3 separate regions of the Sus scrofa genome follow, and regions 1 and 2 are each linked to region 3. The links are chromatin contacts, called in public HiChIP or PLAC-seq maps. All regions are on one chromosome and are shown on one strand. Each heading gives the region's core, a stretch centred on a gene start, on an enhancer-like site or on the middle of the called end of the contact. The rest is flanking DNA. Distances are from core to core; before and after follow the strand shown.

What was found. HiChIP or PLAC-seq counts read pairs in DNA pulled down with a chosen protein or histone mark.
Region 1: an H3K27ac HiChIP or PLAC-seq map of alveolar macrophages shows a contact between it and region 3. The contact joins two enhancer-like sites. A contact is called at or near these places in 2 of 47 Hi-C or Micro-C datasets (heart right ventricle and skeletal muscle) and 2 of 2 datasets of contacts at active chromatin or transcription factors (alveolar macrophages and skeletal muscle).
Region 2: an H3K27ac HiChIP or PLAC-seq map of alveolar macrophages shows a contact between it and region 3. The contact joins two enhancer-like sites. A contact is called at or near these places in 2 of 2 datasets of contacts at active chromatin or transcription factors (alveolar macrophages and skeletal muscle).

What each region holds. Positions count from the first base shown.
Region 1 is chr13:125,975,341-125,978,868 of Sscrofa11.1, forward strand. All of the region lies in intron 2 of LPP (lipoma-preferred partner), which reads left to right. Among named protein-coding and RNA genes, the nearest start is that of LPP, 190 kb to the left of the region's middle. Within about 2 kb of position 1,886, at least 14 of the 83 cell types and tissues checked have an H3K27ac peak or open chromatin away from gene starts, as enhancers often do. A contact at or near this core is called in alveolar macrophages, where this site is marked.
Region 2 is chr13:125,417,819-125,421,323 of Sscrofa11.1, forward strand. It overlaps LOC106508008 (a long non-coding RNA gene), which reads left to right. Exons shown (of 5, transcript XR_002337803.1): 3 at 211-290. Among named protein-coding and RNA genes, the nearest start is that of BCL6, 30 kb to the left of the region's middle. Within about 2 kb of position 1,868, at least 2 of the 83 cell types and tissues checked have an H3K27ac peak or open chromatin away from gene starts, as enhancers often do. A contact at or near this core is called in alveolar macrophages, where this site is marked.
Region 3 is chr13:125,697,462-125,700,956 of Sscrofa11.1, forward strand. No RefSeq gene overlaps it. Among named protein-coding and RNA genes, the nearest start is that of LPP, 83 kb to the right of the region's middle. Within about 2 kb of position 1,305, at least 10 of the 83 cell types and tissues checked have an H3K27ac peak or open chromatin away from gene starts, as enhancers often do. A contact at or near this core is called in alveolar macrophages, where this site is marked.

The sequences.
Region 1 (3,528 bases), core at 636-3,135, 280 kb after region 3:
AAACCAACACGTTTGTTTTCTCATTTGTTTAGTATTTAACTTTTGCATGGACTCCCTCTGCCTCTTGCTAGATTGTAAGGACTGAGAATTCAGAGCCCTGTCTGTCTTCTCTGTATTCTAGTTGCCTAGAGTCACTCTTGGCTCATCTATGAGCTCAATAAATATTTACCCAATGAATGAGCAATGCTGAAAGATAACATTATTGAGGAAAGAAACATGACATAAATCTGGAAAATTCTGACCTGGCCACTTCTAAACTCCCCTGGAACCCTTACTAAATGCATATTGAGGAGTTCCCATCGTGGCTCAGTAGTAATGAATCCAACTAGGATCCATAGGATGCGGGTTTGATCCCTGGCCTAGCTCAGTGGTTAATCAATCTGGCATTTCAGCTGTGGTGTAGGTCACAGATGTGGCTTGGATCTGTCATTGCTATGGCTGTGGCATAGACCAGCAGCTACAGCTCCAGTTCGACCCCTAGCCTGGGAACTTCCATATGCCACCGTGCGGCCCTAAAAAGATTTAGAAAAATGCATATTTAGTTAGGTGTGAGTACTTTGCCTCATTAACTCACTTAATCCCCATAATCCCCCTCTGAGGAAGGTATTGCTATTACTGCCATTTCACAGATGAAAAATTGAGAACCAGAGAGTTTATCTAGGACTTGAACTCAGATAGTCTGTCTCTAGCAACTCCACTTCTAACCACTAAGCTACATTTACTCCATACTATGAGTATAATTATACCTGCCTGTTCTTCCTCCCAGCATGTTGTAGGGATGAACCAAGATGACAGGTGTGAAAGTATTAGGAAAGGGGTGAACCAACTGGTGAAGGTGAGACAGCACACAGATAACTATCATTTAAGGTAGAAAGTGGAAACTTGCTGAGAAAGTTCAGTGAGGAGCAAAGAACGATTACTTCCAACTGGTGTGGAGGGCAGGGGATTAAGGAAGGCTTCTTGGGGGAAGTGACATTTGGGTTGGCCTTGAATTAATAGGATTTTGATAAAGGGGATGCTTCCTAAGCAAATGGAATGAATAACATAATAGAGGCACCGATGTGCAAAGTGTTGAAAAAGAAGGCATTAGTTTATCGAATTAGCAGATTCTTTGTAAAACAGCGTGCACAGAGTAATGGGGAAGGGAAAGGGCTTGTGGAGGAAGAGGAGGATGCGGTGAGTATAGATAATGAATGGGAAGGTGAAGAAGCATAACAAAAATGCTGCCACCTTCTTAATCTTTCTGGGAATGGACTCTAAGCAAACGGATGATCCCTGCCTTATCTATATCATGCGCTGACGTATTGTTTTCTCCTGCATGGTCAGTAAATAGTAGTCCAAGGAGATACCACTCTTAAAATTGGTCCCTGTAAGCCTGGAGAATGCGGCATACTCTGGCGCCCTCTTAGGTACTGACAAAGTACATTAGCTTGCTAAATCTTTCAGGAAACCCTGTGGGACAGCGGTCAGCTTGCTTTCAATTGACTCTGGAACTTGGTTTTTCCCTTTGAGCAACCCTAGTTAATATCCCCCTGTAGACAGACTCTTGGAGACCTCCAGCCAACCTGCTGGACTGATTCATGTCTGCTTTCCAAGAGATCATCTGGGAATGGACCTAGATCCATTTTCAGGCAGCCCAGAGTCCCATTCTGAAAGAAGAAGTTACACAGAGCACTTTTGCCTGTAGAAGTGGTTATGTGTCATTTAGAAAGAAAGCTGTGCTCAAGATAACCTTGAGAACCTGCAGCCCCTCTGAAAAAAGTAAGAGTGAGAAGCAGGAAGTGAAGGAGCTGTAGGTCTTAAAATGGAATGTGGCTGAGTGTGATGCTTCATAACCACGGGACCTCCCCCAGCAGGCTGCCCTGTGAACTTTTATGAGAAAACATCCTCCAAATCAGTCACTTACCAACCAGCCCGAGAGAGGACCCAATGCCTAGCTCACTCTCACGAACTGCAGTGGCCTGGAAGAGAAAGAAAGTCAGTGTACTGTGTTGAGTGTCCACTCTGTGCCGGACATCACATTTGGAGTCATTGTGTAGAACTGTTTTATTTAATCTTCTCAATAGTTCAACTGGGTTAGGATCATTAATCTCTTCTTGTACAGATGAGGACACTGAATCAAGGGTGCCTCACTGGTGCTAAATAGATCTTGTTTTACACCTTGGCCCTTTGCCATGGTTCTTTCCATCCTTGTCTGTCTGGTGAACTTGTGTTTCTCCAGGTTGTAAAAGAGGTTCTCTTCTGAAGACCTTCTAAACCCTGAGGGACCTCTTGTCCTGCATCACATGATGCTTTTGTTGCTTAGGTCTACATACTTTCTCTCAAGATTTAAACTTTGGGCCTGAGTGGTTCTAGAGACTGCTCTGCTTGCATTCAGCTTTCTCTAGTTCAAGATTTCACCCCAGGTTTATTCGGACCCTGTCCTTCACAGGATACTACCTTCCCAGCCCAGTGTTCTGAACCTTTTTTTGCTGACATTTCTTGAATTTTCTGGATTCTAGGCCTCCTAATTTTTCATGTTGTCCCCCCTCCCCAACGCCCTTCCCCCCTTCCCCCTTTTTAGCCTACCTGTAACCGTCTTGTTATTTACTCAGGTCTGACTTTTACTTTCAAGCAACACTTTTCAAACTTTCTATGCATTGGAATCACCTGGGCAGTCTGTGCCTCAGAGGTTATTGTCCTGGAGGCCTGAGAACACAGTGTGGAAAAATTTATATTTCTAACAAGCTCCGAAATGATTCTGAAATTGTCAGTTTGTGGGCTTGCTTTGATTAATACATCTTTAAAGGACAGTTCAAGACCCCTGTTTTCCAGGAAATTTAACTATCTTTACCCGAAGTGGTTTATTTCTTCCTTTCTCTCTCTCTCTCTTTCTCTTTCCTTCTTTTATGTTTTAAGAGAACCCATCTGAGGCTCTATCCAATTAGATAACTTCCCTAGGGCTCCATTATCAACTTCTTGTGCTTGATTAAACACTTCAGATAAGAGAGACAATGTTGAATAAGTGAACACAAGTTTAGTTGGAGAATCTCGAGAATCCTGAATTCACATCTTGTCATTACTTCTTATGAGCTGTGTGTTTTGGGGCAAATCACATCTTGTAGAGTTGAATCTCTTCATCTCTAAAACAATTATTCCATTTCTTCCTGCTGCAGAAGCTCATGAAAAACATCAAATGAGAGAGTAGATATATAAGTGCAGTACAAATGCAACAATGTTCACAGTAAATTATTGTTGGTGTTTTGTTTGTATAGTTGACTCACTTTATCATTAATTATGAGGCATGAAAGAAATGGCTTTGTTTTTTAATGAGATGTGGGTTGGAAGGTGGGGCTGAAGTGGTGCTGAGATTTTAGGAAAGCTGTTTTTGGTTTCTGAAAATGATTCTCACACCAATGGTTGTGGGCCTGTGCTCACATCAGAAAAGCAATGTGCATTTTTATTGGACTTCTTCAAACTATGATAATGATTATGAAAATTGTGTTCATTTTCTGAACTTCTCATGTAAACCTGAGAAGACTGATGAAA
Region 2 (3,505 bases), core at 618-3,117, 280 kb before region 3:
GGTAGAGTTTGAAGTCATGATAAAAAATTTTGTAATATAGTGACTGTGCCCTTGAAATAAACATCAAAATAATAAAGTAAGCTCTGAAATAATGAGCTGACACATATAGGGGCTTAGTACATACTGTTCTAGGTACTTTGCATGTGTGCACTTATTTAATCCTCACCACTATCTTATGGAATTCATGGTGCTGTTATCCTCATTTTATAGATGGAACACTGAAGCACAGAACGTAACTGACCTAAGGTCAAAGAGCTAACAAACAGAAGTGGGAATTTGAACCCAGCCAGGTAAGGCTTTGCTCTCAGCCATTATGTTCTCCTGCCTTATAAATGAAAGTTAGGCCTTCAATAGCCAGGTTAGGAAGAGAGGGTGTGGGGAAGGAGGGCGTTTCAGGCAGAGAGAAGAGCTGAAACAAGGGCACAGAAGTTAGGTATACATCTCATAATGTTTTATTTTGCCTAGAGAGCTTTCTAGTTTGCAAAGAACTTTCTCAACAGTTCTCTAACATGCTTCTCCTTGTGACCCTGAGAAATATGCTGTGATTATTATTCCAATTAGAAAGATGAGGAGACTGGGACCCGGGATGGAAAGGCACCAGCTGGGCTAGTGAGCTGCAGCATGAAGTTCAAGATGCAGTCGTTTAACTTCAGAGTGGTGCCTTTTCCCATGCTGTGGTGTTAATAAATACATTCATTGCTCCCTGTTCTGAGCAAGACCCTGAGCAAGCCCTTCCGCATATGCCCTAATGCCATCCTTGCAATGGCCCTGAGAGGTAAGTGTTGTTGCATTTCAAAAGCAGAAACGTTTTAATTCTGCCCCTACTTTTCTTTTTTCTTCTTTCTTTTTTACATAATGATTTTTTTTATTATAGCTGGTTTACAGTGCTTTGTCAGTTTTCTACTGTACAGCATGAGTGACCCAGTTACACATACATGTATAGATTCTTTTTTCTCACATTATCATGCTCCATCATAAATGACTAGATACAGTTCCCAGTGCTACACAGCAGGGTCTCACTGCTTGTCCATTCCAAAGGCAATAGTCTGCATCTATTAATCCTAAACTCCTAATCCATCCCACTCCCTCCCCCTCCCCCTTGGCAACCAGGAGTCTATTCTCCAAGTCCATGATTTTCTTTTCTGTGGAAAGGTTCATTTGTGCCATATATTAGATTCCAGATAAAAGTGATGTCATATGGTATTTGTCTTTCTCTTTCTGATTTGCTTCACTTAGTATGAGAGTCTCTAGTTCCATCCATGAAATCTTTCCAAATCTTTTCTTTTTTTCCCAAATATTTTATTGTGAAAATGTAAAAATATAAAGAATATTTAAACAAAATTCATATCTACCATTAGATTCTACTACTAATATTAGTTTTCTTTTTGAGGATACTGATGATTCCCTATGAGGCATGCTGGTTTAGGGGTTCATGCTTTACCCACTCTTTTGGCCCTTGGGAACCCCTGAGCCTGGAGTGTTACCTGCACATGAGCATATGCAGCTTTTCTAAAAATGGAAAATCCAAATTCATCTCTTTGCAAAAATCTTCCAGTTCCTCCTGCATTTGGCCAACCTCTCCTGTGTGGTGAAAGTCACCATTTAAATATGAAACCCAGCTCAGTTTCCAAAAATTTAATTGCATTATTAAGAATTAGTTGAAACTGGGCTTTGTCAATCTCTGAGGGGCAAGGCTGGGACTGAAGCTGACCAAACCATCAAGGCTGGCCAGAAATTCATTGCAATTGCTGAAATACTTAATGTAATCTGGGGCTGTGTTGGTTGGCGACACCACCTCCAGTACAGTGAGTACCCGCTGGGTAGGGCATAGTTCTAGGCTCTCTGGGGGAAATACAAATTAGTGGCTAGAGAGAAAGACTGGCTTTACCACGGATCCAGTGACAAGTATGTCAAAGGCCAAAGAAAGATGATCAGGCAAGAGCTGGTAAAAATTCATAGCCAGCCCCACAGCCGCAGGCAGCAAGAGCTGGATTCCCAACATCAGCTTTCTTTGCACTTGTTCAGTCCAGGAGTCAGGTAGGAAAGATCCTGTGTTCAGCCCTGTTGCCTTCCAGATTTGATTAAGGCTCTTAGGAGAGTCATGACCTCAGCCTGGAATGGCAACACAGGAAAAAGACAACAAAAAAGAAAGAGAAGATGACTAAAGCATTTAGTGCAAGAGGAGGGGCGATGGATGGAGTGAAAACTGGGAAGTTTCCACTTGATTTTCAAGGCCACGGGTATAATGAAAGGCCTCATTTTCTTGTGCTATTGTTAAGCCTTTCAAAAGAGTCTCCTCTGCAAGCCTGCCCCCAAACCATAGGTCTAGGATGATTTCTCTCCATGCCTTTTGGCTTGGTTTGCTGATTTATAAAGGGGGAAAGCAACTGCTACCTTACAGGTATTCTTTTGAGGATTAAATGTGGTAAAGCTCAGTAAATGGCTCATTAACATAAATGTATAGAAAATAGACTGTTTGATATCCTATCCAGCTAGCCCAGCCATCTGGTAAAAAGTAGGACCAGACAGTTAGACTCATGTAACAGAAATTTGGAAATCATCTGATCCAACACCTGAATGTGGTAGATGAGAAGGGAGAAAGCAGCAAGTGCTTCCGACCAAGGGTGCAGAGAAAGACAGAGGCTGAGGAGGGCTTTGTGGGTGTGGGGAGGAATGAGAGACAGAGCTTTGCTGAACCCCTTGTGATATAATCTAAACTCATAATGAAGAGAGACATAGGCAGAGTCTGCATTTCAGAAGTCGAGGCTCAGAGTTTCCAAATGGAAGTAGTCTCCCTCAGATCCAAGAGCTAAAAAGCAGATGAGGGAGATTTAAACCCTGGCTGAGTTCAGAGCCCATGCTCTTGACCTTACACCATCTCACCAGGTTTTCTGCTTCCTTGCAAAGACCCATTTTTCAAGGTTTCCGTAGCACCTTCAGAAAAGAGGGGTGGCTTGGGAAGGGGGTTGTTTTTATGTTTTTTAAAGTCTGTGAATCCCTGTGGAACCCTTCTTTACACAGCTCAGTTTTACAATCTAAGATGTCTAAGTCCACAGGCTGCCCCAGGCCTCTTTCATCCCTAACATTCTCGGTGTTTCACACCAAAAAGAAAATGGTCCTCCTTTGCCTCCAAATCCAAGTAGTCCTTACCTACAAAAATGGCTTCTTTAAAATCATCTGCCTATGTTATTTATGGTTATCTGAGGCCCGTGCAAAGAGACTCACCTTCCATTTCCTTCCCCCAGGACCTAGTAGGTGCTAAATACACTTTCTAGTACATTTTTCTTTTCTTTCTTTCTTTTTTTTTTTTTAAGAGATGCACCTGAGGCATGCAGGCTAGGGGTCGAATGGGAGCTGCGGCCACCAGCGTATGCCACAGCCACAGTAATGCGGGTTCCAAGCCGCATCTATGACCTACACTGCAGCTTATGGCAATGATGGATCCTTAACCCACTGCGCAAGGCCAGGGATTGAACCCACATCCTCATGGATACTAGTCCGGTTC
Region 3 (3,495 bases), core at 55-2,554:
AACCCAACTCCACTTCCTCTTTGGCTACAAGGGTTGTTAACTCACAATAAACTTTGAGAGATAAGCCCAGCACACTTTTGAAAAAGTTAGGGAAGAAATGGGTTTCCATTTTCCCTGGGGTTGCTATCTGCTGTTTTGCCACCACGAGGGTGTGCCCAAGCATTGAACCAGAACAGAAGGGGGTAAAGATTAGAGCCAGAGAATAGAAGCTGACAACAGCTCAAGGCCTTGGTTGTCAAACCAGAAGCCAGCTCTGCCCCCAAGAAGCGCCCCATTTCTGCTTTAGCCAACATGAGTTGGGCTTTGTCATTACAATCCAGTAATTCTCTCTACTCCCTCCTTACTCCCATTACTACCCAAATAGACCTCTGGGCTCCAGGGATTCCAGGTTGAGAGTCATTAACCCAGCACCAAGGAGATTATAGAAATTTGTTTGTCTACCTGTCAATCTAAATCCCTACCTAATTCAAATCTTGATCGCAAATTCCTCAGGTTGCTGATTCATGTTTATTGAGCTCCTACCATGCACAAAATTCTCCTGGGATCTGTGGGAAGCTATGTGACTCTGCCTGCTAGCCCCTACCCCTCACAAACTGATAAGCAAACTAAGAGGAGAACAGGGAAGGAACAGAATCTTCTAGATGGAATCTGGGAAAGCTTCATAAAAGAGGGTTCATCAGAGATGAGCCTTAAGGGATTAAGTGAGTCATAGTTGATGTAGACACTAACCCATGTTCGACTTCTTGGTCCAGTATTCAGCTTAAACTCCACAGAGGTCATTGCTAACACAGTGTCAGGCCCTGGAGGAGAAGGGTTTCTTCTGCTGGTCTCCCAGATCCTGCTAATGGATATATGGGGCCTCATGTAGAGACGGGGGTTCAGGCCACCCAGACGTACATTGGGGGAATCATAAGACAAGGACTTTATGCCTGGAAATTCACCTCAGGATATCCAGGAATCATAAAACAGTTGGATAGCATAGAATTCACTGTCAGAGCTTACAAACACCTTGGGAATTAATCAGCCTGTTCATTTGACAGATAAGAGCCTGGAAAACTGAACAGGTCAAGGACTTGTCCAAGATCACTCCTGCCAAGACACTCCCAGGACCTCAGGGCTCCGTGACTTTGACCAGCTCAAAGGAGAGACCATGATTATTTCAATTCCTTCCCGCCAGGAGTTAGAAGAGGAGTCTGGAATTGCATTTTGATAGATGATGTCTTTTATCTCAGATAGCTTCCTGTGCCTTGCCTTGCTTCAGCACATCCCTTGATTTTAACATGCAGTGAGCCACTCCTGGGGCTGAGTCATGCAAGCCTGGAGGACTTTCTTTGGCTCTTTAGCCCGTGACCGTTGCCTCGTTGGCTTTCTAGCCAATAACCATAAAATCCCCGTAAGAAAGCCCCTGCTGAGGATGCAGTCTTCTTGGGCTCCACATGGGCTTCTAGGGAAATGTAGATGCCATCAGAGGATGACAATTTGGGGATTGGTTCCATGGCTTGCCAAGCCATTCCTCCAGTGTCTCAGGAACATAATAAAGGGAGGAAATCATTGTTCTAAATAGAAGAAGGAAGACAGGGTATATGGGAAGACTTTTTTCCAGAACTCATTTTTCAGTATCTGAGGGGTCTTTTCCACAGCCAGCTCTGAATTACCACTGGGGCTGACAAAGGATGAGAAGCCAGGGGTCTCTGTGGGTGTGACGAGGGGGCTGGGACAGGACTTTCTTTTCCTCCTGCATGAGCCACCGCTGAGACTCAGAGTAAAGCTATTGATTCTTTTTGTTTGTTTGTTTGTTTGTTTGTTTGTTTGTCTCTTTTCCTTTTCTAGGGCCGCACCTGTGGCATATGGAGATTCCTAGGCTAGGGGTCTAATCAGAGCTGTAGTTGCCGGCCCAAACAAGAGCCACAGAAATGCAGGATCCAAGCCGCATCTACAACCTATACCACAGCTCACGGCAACACCAGATCCTTAACCCACTGAACAAGGCCAGGGATCGAACCCGCAACCTCATGGTTCCTAGTCGGATTTGTTAACCACTGAGCCATGACGGGAACTCCAAAGCCACTGCTTTTTTAAACCTCTGGTATTAGAGGGAGTTGTAACATAATGGAGATCAGCAAATGGACATTGGATGATGAGTGAATGAATGAACAGATGAATAAATGAATTTGCCCACATATCAATTCAGTACACAAACATTGACTATATTTCAACGTGCGCTGAAGCCAGACTGGAGACCAGTCTAAGATCTGGTCTCTGCTCCAGAGGAACACACGTTCTAAAAGGAGAAGCAGACACGCAGACAAATAAATGACCACACACCATGACAGAAGCTGAAGCGCAGCTTGGTAGATGGGCTCTGGAACCCAGGGCAGGAGGATGTGACTAAGCCTCCTTCCCGTGTAACTAAACTTGCAACCCTTGGTCGCCAGGAGCGTCCCTAGTGTTGCAGGAACTGGCATGACTCACCTTTCCCTATCAGACACTATGCTGGGAACATCTGAGAATACCAGTTAGTGTTTGATGAATAAACTCTCCTGGAGGAGGTGTGAAAGCTTCTGCTGTGTAGGTGACTTGGGCCATGTGACAGAGTCTGCAGAGCTCTCAAGCTACCTGTCCCAGCCTCCTATGCCAAGGACTCCAGCCATCACAGCCTTTCCTGGGATCTGTGTTCAGAATCCACCGGCCCCAGTCCCATCTCACCTGCCACAGTTATCTTCAAAGGTAAAGTGAGATCAAGGCACAGGAAACATCAGAGTCACGGTCGCCCTGCTCATCCATCAGGGCTAGAACACCTCACCTTGAACAAGGGAGATAAGAGAATAAAATAACGCCTGACACAGCCTTATCACCGATAATACAAACTCAGTTTTTCCATTAAAAGGACTGAGAGCCACGGTCCTGTACTTTGGCTGATAAAGAGATCACAGGAAACAAAGCTATTAATTTTTATCTCTGCTGTGCAATAGCACATTTGAGTGAAGACAATATAACCAAAGGGGAAAAAAATACTTTTTCTGACAGTGGAAGTTGGATGTGATTTTTTTTTTTTTCCTCTCGCCTTTCATTTCTCACACCTTGTTCTTCCACAAGCCTCTAAGAATTTTTTTTTTTTTTTTTTTTTTTTTTTGTCTTTTGTTGTTGTTGTTATTGTTGTTGCTATTTCTTGTGCCGCTCCCTCGGCATATGGAGGTTCCCAGGCTAGGGGTTGAATCGGAGTTGTAGCCACCGGCCTACGCCAGAGCCACAGCAACGCGGGATCCGAGCCGCGTCTGCAACCTACACCACAGCTCACGGCAACGCCAGATCGTTAACCCACTGAGCAAGGGCAGGGACCGAACCTGCAACCTTATGGTTCCTAGTCGGATTCGTTAACCACTGCGCCACGACGGGAACTCCCCTCTAAGAATTTTTAATCGCAGATATATTTGACACAGGTCTGGCTATGCACTCACCAATATATAATATCAGAAATATCCTTCTCTCTCTCTT